Linked DNA regions of Sus scrofa: region 1 is linked to region 2. The links are chromatin contacts, called in public Hi-C maps. All regions are on one chromosome and are shown on one strand. The core of a region is the stretch at or near the end of the contact, and the rest is flanking DNA. Distances in the headings are between cores, read along the strand shown.

Region 1 (2,700 bases), core at 181-2,680, 490 kb before region 2:
TAAAACCACGAATGAGATACTTCTCAAGTACCTTCTAATTTCTTAAAAAGAAACTGCCCCACTGCACATCCATGGAATCCTGCATCAATGATGCTTAGCTCTGCGTGACAATCTGGATGAAGCCCCATCAAGTACGAAATACATGAAGTAGGAACAAGTACATTCTATAGTTAAGCTGAAGAGTAGCTTCCCAAAGTAGAAATGATCTATCAGCTCTGAGTACACAGCAGACTATGGCAAAATCCTGGGACTGTGGTATCAAGATTAATAATGGGTCTGGCTATAAGCACCTTTATTCTGATATCGCCCTACCTGGCCAACCCATTCCTGAAGTTGACACAGCAATCATATTTCAAGCCTAGAACACAAAGACACATCCATGTGTGTGTTTGTGTATATAGGTTCATGTACATAGATATGCATAGGTTTGTAAACACACAATGTATGTTTATGAGAGCATTTGAATATTATATGCATTTCTTTTAAACAATAATGCCCTGGCACAAGGTACTTCCTAGGGTTTGTTGACTGGCTAGTAGCAGATGATGGGCTTTGCACCATTAATTCCAGGATTTTGTTAATCTCTATGACATGTCCTTCCCTGAGATTTTCACTACCATTATTAAAAAAAAAAAAGAAAAAAGAAAAGTAAAATGCAACCTCTTCAAGCCCAAAGGGCACAGATTAGTTTTATGGCAAGTACAGTTTCAAATGAGACCCTTCCAACTCTCTTGATGGCTTTTTCCAATAAAATGGTGTGAATTCCCTCTCAGGAGATGAATCAATTTATAATTATTGTTACTATATATTTTGTTTAAACTGCTATAAATCAACCTAGTCAGCAAGGCCATATTTGCAAAAGTTATCCTCTTCTCTGTTTTTCTTCCCAAGTTTCAAAACCAAAGAAATGGAACATGACTGAAAAAAAAAATATTCCATGCTGCAATTTTTTCTAATTGCTATACAGGCAAAACAGGTGCTGAAATGTGAAACCCTTTGGAGGAATTTTCTCCATATAACAAATAAGGGCTCACACTAACCTAACGTGAAGCTGGCTTTAACGTGGAATACTGTACAAAAGCTGTGCCTATTGACATAAGATCTGTAGATGACTGTCCCAAAAAGACAAAAAAAAAAAAAAAAGTATACTGTCACTTTAAGAAAAAATAAACTAAAATATGAACTACCAAAAACCCTGCCATTTCCAGCCTGGGCTTGATTAATGATTTTTCTATCTAATAAAAGGTTCACAAACCATCTGTTTTTCTCCCTAATGCCTTGCCCAAAGGTTTTTCGTTCCTATTTCAGGCTCGGGGCCAAATGACATTCCACTCTCTTTTTTTTTTCCCAGCCTTGTAAACAAACCCTTCTCTCTTTTTAATCTTCCAGTGCTGTTTCCTACCCATCGTTATGCATATTCATTGCGAGTAAACATTTTTAGTGTCTACACTTAATCTCTTCCACTGGCAATTACTGTTCTATGCTGTTTTGTAATGCAGAAGGGCCAACGCTTTCCGTTCTAATAACAGCTGGGCCGCAGATGGGGCCTGCAGTCATTGTAGAAAATAAAAATTTACAAGATGCCAGTGGAATTTATTTCAGTTTTATGGAGTCACAGGAGGAACCTTTCTGTTATCCGCCTTCAGTGAAATCTGTAGGCACAAGGCAAGCTTTTGACATTTAATCAAAGGGGGGTTCAGGTAGGGTCTGGAACAACGGAGGGAAGAAAGCAGGTGGATCGTATTAGGCAGTGCCATGGTTAATTTAGTTAGAAGTGATTGGCTTAGATGTGTGCAGCCAATATTTGACATCATGTATATATCTTGTTTAGCATCAAGCCTCTAAATCGTTACCACTGGAGAGACAGTGAGCTGTCACTGTGGACCGAACCAGGTGTTTGGTCGGGTTGCTTACTTAGAGGTGCTGATGGAGATGGCACCTTACTCACCAAAGACGGAGCATTTTGTGTGGTTTCTAAAAGTTGATTCATTTTTACTTCCCGGCAACAGTCTCTGAACTCCTGTAAGTGCTTCTTCAGCAGAACCCTGGGGTGTACGAATAGGCTTTGGAAGACGGGCTGCAACTTTGCATTGAACAATGTGGTTTAACTGGGAATTTTCTGTTCTCTAACTCCAGGATGTGAAAACGGATTTATTGGAAAGACTTAAAGGTCCAACGTAGGCTGTTACGCTCTTGTGATGTGGGATTCGAATTATGCCTGGGCCGTACCAGGCAGCCCAAATGCAGTGGTGTCAGCTAACTGTGACTCCCGCAATGGAAAAGAAATTGTCACACGCACACACTCGAAAACGGCAACCCAAGTCAAACACGGGGCTTTTTCGAGAGAAGTATTCGCTAGGGTTCTTGAGCCCATCCTGCTGGATCCCCCACTCTGTACCCCTCCCTTACCCCTAACTTTCTCTCCAACAATGTGAAAAGAGAATCCACCACAGTCACCCAAAAATATCTCTCCATTAATTAAATAAATGAGCGTGGGCTTCCAGACTAGGTGAAGCCCATGCCAAAGGTGCTTAAGATTTTACATTTGGGGCCCTCTCCTACCACACACCTTCAGCTGGTTGCCTAGCAACCAAGAGAGACCCACTGAGCATGCTCACTGAGGAGCCTAATTGCTACCACAATTTACTTTTGTTGTTGTTGTTGTTGTTGTTAGCCCATCAACCAAAACAGGATGTTTTC
Region 2 (3,055 bases), core at 308-2,807:
TGTGGATTACAAAGGACATTGGTTTGCATCAAACTTCCATTTCAGTTTGGCTTTTTATGGCAAGTGCTCTTTGGCAGTGGATTGCTGAGTTCCTCACCAAAAGGATCCTGGTTTGTTCAGCAACACCTCACTTCTCTCCTCACAGTTCATTTATGATTCTGATGAGAGTGTTTTTTCAGGAAACACACATTTCACTTTTTGACCTAGGAGCATCTGTTAGAATTTTTTTTTTTAATACTACTTTGGCATTCTGAAAGTGTTAATGTCTCTCCTATCTGTTTAATGCTATTTAGGGATATTTATGATCACCTCTTGGTTACTCAGGGTAAAGTGTGTCGCAATTTTTTTTAAACAGACAGGAAAGCATTCACATGAGGAAACAGATTGCTTTAAACATGTGCTTCCTGTGACAGTAAAAAGAACAAATTAGATTTAACACTGTGTAATGAATGCATGAATGTGTATATTTAAGCTTTTCAAAGCTTTATGTTCAGTTCTGGTCACAAGTAAAATTGAGTCACCTGTAAAAATTAAAGATGCCTCGGTTATTCTCAGATTCCTGAAATGTCTGGGAATTGAGCTTCTCACCTGAGGCTGCCTCACTGGAATCATGAAGAGTAGGCTCTGTTAATGCTGGAGAGGAGAACGTTACTGGCACATTCAGGGGTTAAAGCAGGTTAGAGTCAGATTCTGTGCCTTTAGCGAAGAAAGCAGATTTGTTGGATGTCGTGGGGTGGGGGTGGGGGGAGCAGCAAGGCAGCATTTTCTTGCTGTCTTCCTCCCTCTCTGAGAATCAGTGAAAATAACCTATTCTTCTGCACTCCAAATTGTCCTCTTAGATGAAAGAAAAAAGAAGAGAATCTGAGGTTGACTTCATAGCATCTACTAAGATTTAATTACATAAGAAAAGGAGTCCTTTTCTTATGTAATTCACTTTGGGCTCCTGTAGGCTGCCTGGCAGGGAGTGAATAGAATATAGGTTCATATTTCCAGTTAGACACAAGGATTGAATTGGAGGGCATGAATCCTCTCCCCCAGAAGAGGCTCTCCTTGCCATTTCTGGCTGAGCCCCGTGGATGGTGCGTTTCCTTCCCCTGTGCTTTTCAAAGCTGAGGATTTGTGGCAGTCTCGCCACCTCTCTGGCCAAGGAAGGCCAGGACAGAGTCCCTCGGGGGAGGGCACAGAGTTCAGGGACATCTGACACTCTTGTGTCGCATACTGAGGTACTAATATCAAAACAGACTGCTTGTCCCCGCACGGTAGGGCAGTGCTTTTTTTGGCTGCCGTGGTCGAAACGAAATGGGCAAGCTGTAGCCCGCTTGGCATCAGAAGGGGCTAAGGGAAGCTGGGAGATCAGAGTCAGACTGTGAATAAAAGTAACAGCCAATGGTTAACTTCCTTTTTGTGTGTCACTTGGCAGCGATGAGACTGATGGCGAGTTTTTTTTTTTTTTTTTTAAACGTGGGTGAGAGTTCAGTGCCCTAGGAAGAGCCGTAGATGCTGTCATTGTGCTTCCTTATACAGTTGACTTGCGTTGATTTCTTGAGGCCACTACAGCTGTTCCTAGTGCCAGCTCCGGGAGCTGTATACATGGCCCGTCGGACTTCGGCTGAAAAAGGTAATCAGATGAGAGGTGATCCACACAGAATCTCGCTGCTGATTACTAGGAAGTCACCAGGAAATCAGATTCTCGCAGAAGGCAGTGGTGCCAAAGGATCAGATAGGCACTTGAATGGATGTTCCCTTGTATGCAGACATCCAAAAATCTTTTAAAATTGTACAACTCCACACCCCTCATCTCCCATCAAAGATTCAGATCAGTTTTGGATTATCTGGAAAATGCAGTGCTAACAGAGCTGGGTTGAAGTCAGATGAAATTAACTGCTGCTTTTTGGGAGAGGTTGTGGTTCTTGGGCTAGTCGCATTGTTATTTTTTATTTTTTTATTTTTTTGAAGGGTTCATTGGAAGGGAGTTGGGGAGAATTTCTAACCTCCCTCAAGATTTTCCTCCCATTTCTCTGTTTGCAGAGAGCTAGCTGTTCCCCAAAGGCGAAAAGAGCGAGTTGCCATCTTGAGCAGGGAATTGTGTATTTAGTGTGCACCAAATGGTCTCAAAGTTAGCCTGAAATTTTCAATATATCTAGTTGCTTTCATATCCTATTTATCCCCCCTAACCATTTGTACAAGATATCAGTAGGATGACCAACTTCTGACAACCCTAAAAGCAGGGAAGGAAGCTTAGAAATAGAATACCATTTGTCTGGTAATTAGAGTGTATCTCTTAAGAGTTCGAGAGAATTCTGATTAACCTTTCTGTTCCCACATTCTCACATAAAATTAGCACACCTTTTAAATTATTATCTAGTATTTAAACACACATTTTTGAGCCTTCTTCATGCAACAGGTTCTGGAGACACTAAAAGTGTGTTATAGGTTTCTAAAAAACTTCATTTTTCTTACATTTTAAATGTTCTGTTTGTGCAAAATTTCGAGAATCACCATAAGGGCTTCTTTGCATTTTTAATTTAGTAACTAACATATGAATAAATTTGCATATTAATTAGTTGCAGATTAAATCATGCATACATAATTGCCTCCTTACTGTGTTTAATGTTTGTCAAAATCTCCAGCCTGGTTTGATGGATGTCGTATGAAAGATTACAATTTGATGTACCCTTGGAAGTATTTACACCAATAATGCAAGATTCTTAATAGCAGAATTCTCTAGTTATATACAGTTACTAATAAACATGTAAGATAGGTACATGTCCCTTTGACTAAAATTTTTTTCTTTGCACCAAATCATTTACTATTCATAATCATTAATGCATCTCCTAATTATACAGCATATGTCTGTTAACCCTTTCACTGCTGGTCTTCAAGTGGTAGTTTCTTTTCTTTCCTTGCCCCCTAAAGAAAGCAGATTATTTGATAGGATTCAGAAATAACCGCATTGCCTTTTACCTGTTTCTCTTCTAGTATGTGGACACACCTCCTTTGCCTTTTACTTGAAGGTACAGCTGAGAATTATATGATCACTTTATATTTTCCATTT

What was found. Hi-C and Micro-C count contacts between places; a contact is called where the count stands out from the background.
Region 1: a Hi-C map of fetal skeletal muscle shows a contact between it and region 2, with 2.9 times the contacts expected there. The contact joins two enhancer-like sites. A contact is called at or near these places in 6 of 47 Hi-C or Micro-C datasets (brain, embryonic fibroblasts, fetal skeletal muscle and 3 more) and 1 of 2 datasets of contacts at active chromatin or transcription factors (skeletal muscle).

Annotation. Positions count from the first base shown.
Region 1 is chr1:105,319,956-105,322,655 of Sscrofa11.1, reverse strand. No RefSeq gene overlaps it. Among named protein-coding and RNA genes, the nearest start is that of TCF4, 240 kb to the right of the region's middle. Within about 2 kb of position 1,430, at least 6 of the 83 cell types and tissues checked have an H3K27ac peak or open chromatin away from gene starts, as enhancers often do. A contact at or near this core is called in fetal skeletal muscle, where this site is marked.
Region 2 is chr1:104,831,208-104,834,262 of Sscrofa11.1, reverse strand. The region is part of intron 8 of TCF4 (transcription factor 4); the gene reads left to right. Among named protein-coding and RNA genes, the nearest start is that of TCF4, 250 kb to the left of the region's middle. Within about 2 kb of position 1,557, at least 18 of the 83 cell types and tissues checked have an H3K27ac peak or open chromatin away from gene starts, as enhancers often do. A contact at or near this core is called in fetal skeletal muscle, where this site is marked.